2 separate regions of the Columba livia genome follow, and region 2 is linked to region 1. A link is a contact called in public Hi-C data. All regions are on one chromosome and are shown on one strand. The core of a region is the stretch at or near the end of the contact, and the rest is flanking DNA. Distances in the headings are between cores, read along the strand shown. Region 1 overlaps CEP112 (centrosomal protein 112). Region 2 overlaps RGS9 (regulator of G protein signaling 9).

What was found. A called contact is a pair of places that touch in the nucleus more often than the background predicts.
Region 2: a Hi-C map of crop shows a contact between it and region 1, with 2.2 times the contacts expected there. The contact joins two enhancer-like sites. A contact is called at or near these places in 2 of 2 Hi-C or Micro-C datasets (crop and liver).

The regions. Positions count from the first base shown.
Region 1 is chr18:11,230,656-11,236,039 of bColLiv1.pat.W.v2, reverse strand. All of the region lies in intron 21 of CEP112 (centrosomal protein 112), which reads right to left. Among named protein-coding and RNA genes, the nearest start is that of CEP112, 79 kb to the right of the region's middle. Within about 2 kb of position 2,254, at least 2 of the 3 cell types and tissues checked have an H3K27ac peak away from gene starts, as active enhancers do.
Region 2 is chr18:11,437,775-11,443,158 of bColLiv1.pat.W.v2, reverse strand. It overlaps RGS9 (regulator of G protein signaling 9), which reads left to right. Exons shown (of 19, transcript XM_065034990.1): 19 at 1-84. Among named protein-coding and RNA genes, the nearest start is that of RGS9, 32 kb to the left of the region's middle. Within about 2 kb of position 2,253, at least 2 of the 3 cell types and tissues checked have an H3K27ac peak away from gene starts, as active enhancers do.

The sequences.
Region 1 (5,384 bases), core at 1,005-3,504:
AATCCTGAAATCCTGCAGCTTCAGAAATAAAAACTGTGTCACATACAGGTTTAGACTTTAAAGAAATAATCAGCTTCTAACTTTCAAAAGAAGCCTCATTTCTGCAAGGCGCTAACAATGGTTGCAGTATCGCTGTTAATCCCTGAGTTGTGGCAAATTCTTACCTGTATGTTTGCTGGTTACACAAATAAGATGCAGAATTACACACACGTGCAACTTTTGCCTTTCACCTTTTTGATATCAACTCCTAATTGGAAGACGCAGAGTCTAGTTGATTATCTTTAGTGTCAATCCTTATATCAAAAAGAAAAGATTGTCACCTCCATCTGAGGATGAAAGTGCTAGAGAAGGAATTATTTCTTCAGCCCAGGTGTTAGGTTGGAGTCAAAGGCATCAGCTGATGGTACCTGTTGTATATTTTGTGTACATGCTACAGCTGACACCTTTCCTAGTCTCCCTCCGCGCACCTTCATCCTCCTCAAGCGCTGGTTGCACTGCTCCCATCATCTCCACAGTGGCTTCTCTGAGTTCAGAGCCCTTTTGAAACCATCGTGCTGCACAGCTACCAGTTCAGAAAACCAAGATCAGTCACAGGATGATCTGTACAAAATAAAGGAAAACTATGTGCATAACATTTCTTTCTTGGAATTGAGAGTATTTTTGGCTCAGCATCTTCCTCTGGCACCTTTACATTGATCTCTATTCTTTTCATCCTTCTCAGTTTGTCCTTGAATTCAGTTGATGCCACTTTCTTTTGCTGAATGACAAACAGGCCACTGCATCCTGGGGCAGGAATTTCTCCAGAGTTATTTATGTTTGGAATGAACTGTACCCTGAATAAATATTTAGTTTAAATGTAAAATCTAACTATATACTAAACATGCAAGCCCTATGAAACACCAGTAAAATAAAATATCCCAGTAAATATATCCATTTATGCATATCCTTGTTTGTATTTACTACCCACCTCCAAAAAAACAAAACCCAAAACAAGCTCAAAATTGCATTAAGAGATCAGGAACAACATATTACACCCCAACTGACAGGGAACAGCGTCTGGAGCAGAAGCTGTTGCGTGGAGGCAGAGCAAAGGGAGCAGTTTCCTTTCTGTACAATGCAGCACAGACTTTTAAGAGGACGCAATCTGCAGACTTTTCAATCTACTGCTTTACTTTTCTTTCCAGAATCAACAGCATCGCTGTTCTGAAGGACGCAATCGTACGTCAAAGTAAGAAATCATGGCTCTGTGCCACAATTCTACCAACACGAAGCACAAAGATCATGGAGCTATTAGAGGGATTATTTCCTGAATACCATGAGGTGGTATTTTTGACAAATGGCATCCGACGCATTTGTTGAGACAGATTTCAGTTTCCCCCATATGCATGCCTAATTACTACATTAACAAAGGCTATTGCTATAAAGGAATAGCAAGGCTGTCTCTGCTAAACCTCCTTGAAACTCATGCACAGCAAAACAAACATTGCCTTCCATCTAAATGACTACATTAGAAGCCATTACTGATTAATGTCGCATATTTTCTCTCAGCCTCTGATGCAAAAGATGCCAAAGAAACGCTATCACAAGGGTTTGTTTGCACAGCTTTAGAAATGATAGTAATCTACTAAGCAGCCGACACAATACTCAGGTAAAGCAGGTAAGAATTAATTGGTACCTTCCCCCCCTCCCCGAATCTCAGATGCTGAAACTGTTTTTCCCTTTATTGAACCAGCTCGGCCTAGACTGGCTTGTCCCGCAGTGACATGTATATTGAATACAAATCAGACAGCATAGCTTTAAATCTGTGTTGCAGCTCTCATTTCCAATTCGAGAACTGTACTATAATCATAAGCTTCTGCTGGATGAAAGGAAATCAGCTCTCTGAATATTAGCTAATGCCACATTTGCAAGTCCTGAAGAGATCTGTGCTGTTTAAAAAAAAAATAGATCATTTCTCATGAACCTATATATATGAATCGCTTTGTACTGCTCGACTGATAGAAGCGATGCCTGTGCTGGGATTAAACCCTTTTCATCATAAAACCTCATCTGGTTCGGAGTCCAAGTCCATCAAACCTTTTCCCTTTAAAGTCCCGCCTTTGATTCTACATCAATTTATTCAAACCGCAGCTGGGTGGCTGAAAACGAAAGGACAGCATCATTTAAACCAACCATGTTCCTAACTTGAAAGAAGGGCTATAATTAAAAAAATGGGCATAAAAGAATGGAAATGGGATAATATTTTTTAATGGTAGTTCAAAGGCCGACAGATGTCAGAGCCTTTGAAGATGTCAGTACACTGAGCAAGAAGTTGCCATTAAATAGTTTGCCTGAGAGGTGAAGCAGCTTTTTAATGACTGAAAAAGCCCTTGCAGACACATCCTTGTGTTTTTAATTTGTCAGAGTTTCTGCAGTATTTTCTGATTAATGACACATGATTATAACTGCATAGCATACATATTTTTGTACTTGGTTAAATGAATACTTCATTCCACATTCCTTCAGTGCCAGATAAGAACAGGAAAGCTTTACTACAGAGTCCAAAACTATTCAGATTGCTCAAATATTTATGGTAATTTGAGGGGACTGGCCAGATACAGAGCTACTATGTGTTGCTACCTTTTGTTCTTTAATGGTGCTATTACTACTGCCATCACAATGTGCGTGTATTAAGGGAGCATGGGACCCAGGAATGTATTGTACCCTTCTTGGGCACTAAACAATCAGAGCTTTCATAATTCACCAATGAACAAAGTCATCAAATCAAAGTAACATTTAGAAAAATTCCTCAATTGATCCTAAACAATACAAACAATGGCTGCCAGTGCATTGTAAGCGGAAAATAACTGCTCTCAGAAAAAAAAAACCCAGAAAACAACAAAACATATTGCTAGGAAACATCACGTTCAGAAGAAAAACACCAATATCTATAAATGCAGATAAAGTCCCCAACTTAGGCTGAGAAGGTGCTCCTGCAACATCCTGCATCTCTCTGTTAACATATGCAAACGTTTTCTATTTCCACCACAAATGGAAAATGTAGCAGCCCAAAACACAGGCACAATTAATTTCCCTTGCTCCCAGGTCACTGCTATAGTGTTTTGTGGAGGTGCTGCCGAGCGGAGCAGGTGGAGCACCGGGAATCTCCTCAGCCTTGCGTAAGGACAAGAAAAGCCAGTACTGCTTGATTACATTTGATTAATGTACAGTTCTTTCCGTTCTTCCAACCTGGCTTGTTAAATGGATCATAAATAGAAATGGGACGGACTCAGCTAAAACTTGATGTACAGAGAGGCTGGAGGTACCTTAGTGGAACTACGAGAAATCAGCTGCTGGTCTCCACAGAACATTCCGATGATTTTGTGAGTATGAACGGTTGGATTGTTGCAATCCACATCCATCAGGAACCTCTTTGTGAGAACCACGCTGCCCACCAGCAGCACCAGGAGCCTTGTAACCGCGGGACGCGCACTGCTGCTCTGCAATCGCAGCCACAACTGGATGTGAATCCAGCTGTTAGCACCGCCGGCTCTGCTGTGCGTTCTGAACACCTTCTAGTCATCCAGCTGCAAACACAAGCGCTGGAAATTGTGAAAAGGAGAAGTCTATGGCTGCAGAAAGAGATGTAATCCTGAAATTTAATTCTCCCAAAGGTATTTACTGAATAAAAACAGAGTCCTGCTAGGAAAAAATAGGACTATGTTAGGATTCCACTATAGAGAATGTGTAGAAGTGGACTACTCCCACTATAAACAATTGTACACCCAATTTCCAAACAAGCTGTAGTCTTCCCTTCTCAGGATATTCTAAAATTACCTTCAAAGATAGTTTTATTTAAAAAGCAAAGCAGAGCCTAATCTATCATGCCTCACTAGAATAACTTGACTTTATCATGAATCTCATGATAAAGGGGAACGAGCTCCCCTCATCTGCTTCTCTCTAAAAGCCATCGATGTCACCATCGTACACAAACATGGTACTTTCTGATCATGTTCAGTTATTTCAGCACTATGGTAAAAACAGGCAAATAAAATGGCGAATTTTAAATAGTTCTAATTTAGCTGAAATAAAACTCCAGAGGACAAAGGCACTTCTCTAAGCTGTGGGACTTGCTACTGAATTTCAAATTAATTTTACAAACTATAAGAACAGTACCCGCAAAAGATGTATCAGGCTTATTAATAAACATTACGAGATTCTTTTAAAATGGGAAATATCAGACACCCTGAAAATAATGTTTTGCTACAGACAGCCATATGAGCATGCAAAGCTGAGCCATTCAGGTTCTATCCATTAGAGGGCAATAATACATACACACTCATACATATATACATACAAACACACACTCTCTCACGCACCCAAGCCTGACTTTAGCAGGAAAAATAGTATTTTCTCTCTCATGTTACCAATGGTATATTGACAGTTTGGGTTCTGTTCCATTCTCTCCCCCTCCACCCTTCAACAACGGTGTCTAACTGATCAAAAGTTACAATAACAAGCTATTTAAATTTGCTTTCCTACACAAACCAATAGTTTCAGAAGGCTTACAGTTAGTTGTTATTAAATGTAGCTTGGACAGACTGAACAACTAGCATTTATATAAACACATAAATCATTATGGGATTTCCCAAACTCTGAACAGACAAAAATGTTCCTCATGTGTTCATCACCCACCGACAGTCCCACACTTTTCTGTTCAGTCCCGCAAGAAACCTCTGATAGCAGCAGCAACTGCAGCCATGGCGAGTATCCAATACACTTCAGATGTTTCCTAATGCTACAGACAAACCACAAAAAGGCATTCTGACTATGTCATGAGCAGAGCCACTTGAGGGACGCAGCTCACGTGCTGCACCTTCTGCTGTCTTGCTCGAACCATGTCAACCTACCGATAAACGTCGTCGTTTATCACGAGTCCTCATGCTCCTTCTTACTGCACCCACTTGTAGCAGCCTATAACCACATTTGTGTTATGAGATTACCGGGACAGTTACATATTCTCACTAACACAATGTAGACCCAGATTCCTGAGAGGATCCCAACAATACAAACCATTTCCATCAGTCCCTAAACTCCCGCTTGTCAGCATCCTCCTGGTTACAGCATTGAGTTTACAGAACACACAGGCAGCTGTGTCCGTCACATCGTGACCAGAATGACCAGTAATTCCTACAAGCATCTCAACTACAACGATTTGGGTTGTTTGCTTGGGTTTGGGGTGTTGTGGGTTTTGGTTTTGGTGTTTGTTTTGTGTTTGGTTTCTTTTTAGTACCTATTACTTTGCAATGATCCATCTGTACTTCATTAGCAATTCAGGTAACAATTTCAACTAATAGCTAGTTTTTTCCACAGACTGTCGAATAAATATCGATTTTATATTATCC
Region 2 (5,384 bases), core at 1,004-3,503, 210 kb before region 1:
CAGCGGCGGCTGCGGATCAGCCGTGTGTCTGGGGCTGGGACGTGGGTCGTGCTCCGTGCACTCAGTAAACGCTGTAACGTGGAACCTGGTTGTCTGTGGTTTTCTCCTTGGCGCTGCCGATGTGCACAGAGCTGGGGGACTGCTCAGCACCCACTGCCCAAGCTGCCTTCCTCACCTTCCTCACCTTCCTCACCTTCCTCACCTTCCTCACCTTCCTCATCGCCTCGGCTTGCTGAGGAAGATGTGCATCTTATCCCAGTTTCACAAGCTGATGAATGCATGCATTCTCCGTGATGAACTTGGGCACCACTCTTATTTATTATGTGCCTAGCAAGAGTAACGTAACTGGTGCTATATAATACCCAGCTCCCATAAGAACCTCTTTTTAGCGGTGTGCAGTTTGCTGGCCACAAGGAACACACCAAGAAACTCTTATCAAAGAGGTGGGTCTCAGTGTGCTGGCCTTGGTGAGGGGTGGCACTTCACTGCAAAGAGGCGCAGAGGGAAATATTTGTAGAAATATGCCTGGGTTTGTTTCCAGTGGCCTGGAGCAATCAGCGTTTCATCTCCAGACACAGTGTTGTGGCTGCTGAGTACAGACCTGGCGGTGGCTGTGTGGGGCACACACAGGTGATGGAAAGCTCAGGCTCTGGTGACCTGTTCTGCTCCTTGGGGGTGGACTGTGAAGCTCTCTCCATCTTTGTCAAGGAATTCAGTGGTTCTTTGGCCTCATGCTCATCCTCTAAACCACAGGAAGGACTTTGGGATCCAAAACTGGCTGCTCACTCAGGGCTTGGATGCCCTGGTGCAACTGCATCCAAACAGACACATACATACGTGTCCCAGAGGTCAGCACTGGGCATCCCCAGATTTATCCCTTCAGGGCACTGCATTTTTTCCCTCAGTATCTTTCAACTTGAGGACTCTGACAATTTTTTCCCCTGGTGGGACAGGACCCCATGCCTTTCTTTCCTTCCTTCCTTCCTTCCTTCCTTCCTTCCTTCCTTCCTTCCTTCGCCCCTGGACCCCCCATGCTCCTGCTGACTGCGGGTTGCAGACTGCTGCTCCGGAGGCCCCGGATCCCTCCTGCCACCACGCTGCGCTCACACGGTGACATCTGACGGTCTGGCCCCAGCCGGAGGCCTGACGTGCTGGAGTCGGGAGCGCTTTCAGCTCTCGAGTTCAAATCCCCTCGCTGTGCAGGAGCCCATTTAATGCTGCCTGGAGTCACCTGGAAGAATTAGCTCACTGCAGCAACTTAGACATCCAAGGTATTCCGATAATGTGAGGGATGTGTAAGGTTAATGACTGGAAAAAGTGATCGCTCCCTGTGGGCAGTTTCTCAGAAAAATCCCTGCTGCTTGGCTGACAGAAGAAAGGAGACTCAAGCAGTAGTGAGGAAGCCCCGTGCCCTCGCCAGAGCTCCACGGTCCTGCCTCCTGCGGCTGTGGGGGCTGGCACGGACCCACGGGGCGGCCATGGCCCTGCTTTGGCTCATCTCTGCTCCAGGTCTGAGCTGACAAGCTGCAGCGGGGGCTGCAGTGGTCAGACTTTGAATATTGTTTGAACAAACTTGGAAGGAAGATGCTTAATTAGCTGTGTGCTTCTACAACGTGCTCAGCTCCATCCGTGGAGGTCCCACGTCAGGGTGGGCTCCTCCGCCACCCTTTGCTCAGGCTCACGCTGACCCATGGCTGCTGGGATTTGTTTGCTTGTTCGCTCTGCAGCCCTGGGCCAGCCTGAAAAGCAAGAGCAGCTTCTGGGGTTCCCCCAAGCCTGTGTGAGGGCTCTTCCCAGGCTGCCTCAGCCAGCAACCTCAAGGGGACACTGTTGGGACAGGATGGGAGCGAGTCCCATACTGGTGAACCTCAGCGCCTTGCTGGGGCGATGGGCAGGAGGGGGATCCCGCGGTGTGGGGCTGCCGGCTTTGGGGTGACCCTGCTGTGTGGTCGTGCCGTGGGGCTGGGTACGCGCTGCGCTGGACCTGCTCGCCAGGGTGGATGGAGAAGTGTATGTGGGGACATACCCAGCTCAGTGAACCTGATTAAAATCAGAGATCTGTTTTCCACGCTAGCGGCATCTCTCAAATCTCTCTTAAAGTCTGACATTTCACTCTCTCCTCTCCAGCTGGGACATACAGCCCAAGTGCCAAAAACACTGAGGGCTTGTTTTTTTCTTGTTTTTTTTTCTTTTTTTCCCTCTGAAGTCTTGGCCTGAGCATTGCTTGAGTCTCGTTAATTTAAAAATGGAACAAAGAATGCTCAGCATCCAGCAGGATCAGGCCTGAGGAGCAGGAAGGACCAGCTGGCTCAGGAGAGGGCTTGTTCCCATGAGATCCCCCGTGTGGTTTTGGCAGGCGGCGGGGTTGGGATAGCTCTGCGAGCAAACTCTTCCTGCCTGACATGCCAGCCGTGGCGGAACAGCTGACTCAGAGCATGACAGCTCTTCACAGCATCCCCTTGTGAAAGGAGCCGTCAGGAGCGTCCCTGACACCGCCGCCTTTACATTTTGCGAGGGTGGCTTGAAAAGCGAGATGTAAACCGAGCCCACGTCATGATGCTCTGGGAAACGGTGCTCTGTGGGTGGAATTCACCTCTGTGCAGGGCTGCATCGCGTTACGGCCTCCTCAGGTCCCAGAATAGAATGTCAGTTGAACTGAAGTGGTTCACGGTACGTTCACCCCAAAATCTGAATATCTGAATTATGACAATGATATTACGAAAGAGTCACCATGACTTGGCTTTTTGGGGTGGAGGAGCCTCAGGGATGCAGGAAGAAGCCCAGTCACCGGGGTAGATTTCCCCTTGCCGCCAGGGATATGTTTTATGCATTTTGCAATACGCCTGGCCCAGAAGCAGAGGTGAGCACCTCACAGGATCCCTTTTAGGGCAGAGGTTCCCAGATCTGTTCTGCACCACACTAAAGAGGGAAAGATAAGCTCTCACAAGTCAGTTTACTTTTTAAAATTCATGTTGCCATAGCAGCTTAGCACACTGTCTCAAGTCGTCCTTCTTGCAAAACTTTGATCACCATGAAAACAGAATTATGTTGTTCTCTAACATGTTCTACATATAAATATACCGAAGTTCCCATAGTTCATGCTTCAACATTTCTGCAAAGACCTCTCTTATTTCTCGCTCACAAAAAAATTCTCTGGCCAAAGGGTGATATTGTAAATCACCGAGCTGCGTTGGGCTCAGCCTCGGTGTGAATCCAGCCCGTGAGCAGCTCTGTGGTCCTGCAGCTTGTGTTCCCAGCCCAGGTTCTGGTTCCAGTGGCTTCTAACACACTTGGGAACACCTCAGTACTGGACACTAGCCACTAGCTCCCAAAATTGCAGGAAACCCTCCTCCCTTGGCTCTGCTCTCAGGCCACCAGCCTTGTCTCTTCCCTGGAGTATTAAAAGAGCAGAAATTCCTCTGAAATATCTCACCATGTGTTGTTATCCAGCAGAAGTGCTGTGCTGCGTTGTCCCCACTCACCTCTAGTCCCATTGTGCTGGGTTCTGTCTGTCCCCGGGGAAGGAGTCGGTCACCCCGCTTAGAGTGGGAAGAATCAGCTTTGGAAATGGCTCATTCCCTCCACTGGCTGTAGGGAGACTCACTCAAGACTGGACACAACTTCTGTATGGGTGGGATTACCTGACACCAGTGGCTTTAACAACAGCGAGTGCATCCCATACGTAGCACGTCGGCAGCTGCTGCAGCCGCAGGCACAGAGGTCTGGCTCTTTGCAACTCTGCTGTAAGACCTGCGTTTCTTCTCCTTCTTACCGAAGATGGGGCCTCCTTCTTGCTCCTAAACTTTCCCTCTGTGCATTGTGCTAGAAGCAATGGAAAGAACTTTATTAAGCACCAACACTTTAAATCCTGCTTAGAGCAATCCTTTTGTTTCCATCAGGTGTCCCATTTTTCCAGCTGCATTCATGCTAGCAGTATTGGGAAAAAAATAGGCTAGTCATAGACAAATTTGCAATAACAACCTACGCAGTCATTTGGTTAAACAGCACATTACCCCAAGCTACCCTTTTGCTGTTGTTATTCACAGGAATCCATCTCCTCACCCCAGAGAAGACCCCAGACCAGCACTGGGAAAGGTCAGTGAGATTTTTATTAATGTTCACAGCCAGACTTCCTCCAGTCAGCTTTTCTTTTCCCCCAATCAACTGAAGGGGGGGAAAATTAAAAAAAAAAAAAAAGAAGAAGAGGAAAAAATTGGGGTAAAAGTTGAAGAACACTTTAATTTATAAGAAAAAGAACTAAATAATTGATGTAGTCATGGTGCCAAAGGTAATTTCTGCTGCTCCCTCTATCTCACAAAGACATTTAGCATTGATTGAGATCAAAGTATCAAAAACCCCTGCTGCTGAGCTGAAAGGCAAAACTTTCGGCTGTCTTTCTCCGCTCTAATAATATCGTCTTTATGTAGTTAATAAACTGCACACTTCAGTCAAACTATATCATTACAGAAGACTTAGGGAGCTAATAATTTAAAAGCAAAGAATTGCCTCTGTTCTTCGCTTTGAACTAAACAACATTCTGTTGAATGAGGGGGACATCAAAGCTTTGTTACTATTACCAATGTGGCTGGAGCACAGGGCCGCACAGAGTGTGTGCTTCAGTCATCAAGAGAGAGAAAAAAAAAAAGATTAAAGATATTGGCTTATCAACCCACAGGCAGAATCAGGTGTTTTCTGCTGTGCAAGCATCAGGTGGTTTGCTTATCAATGAGTTTTCTTGTTAAATAGGTGTACATGACTTAGGTTGATCCCTCCAATTCTGTGGCCCTTTTATTTCCTGAGCAATGTTTGAAGAAGTTGGGCCGAGGGGCTGTTTGTTTGCGGGAAGACGGCTAATTGGGCCTTTTGTCAAGGGCCAGCTCCTGTTCTCGCTCTGCTGATGCTCTCCCATTGTGCTATGGGTCTCCTCCCTGCTCCCCACCTTCCTCCTGCCCATGTGCTGTGGGGAAGCCTCATCCTCTGCTGGATGTGCCTTCATCCCCCTCCTCATCCCCCCCGCTCTGGTTCCTCCGTGCTCACGATGGAGCAGGATCTGCGCTCCCAGCTCAGGAGAAGCCAGAGAAGACTTTCTAGCATGGCTGGGAGTGAAGGAGGCACCACGCTGCTCCACTTCTCGCTGTGAAGGGAAGGAAGAAGGAACCTGCTGTCGTGCTGCTGCCTTCTCCACCCATACCACAGCTCGGAACAGGTTCTTTCCCTTCTCACCAACCAACAAAAGGTTTGCGGAGTCTTGAGTCCAAAGGTCCTAAACTTGTTGAAGGGTGTGTGGATCACTCATTCTCATGCCAGCAATGCTTCCTTGACAGATGTTGTTTCTGCAACTGTGGCACTAAGGGAAAGAAAGGTTTTCTTTCATAAATCCCACT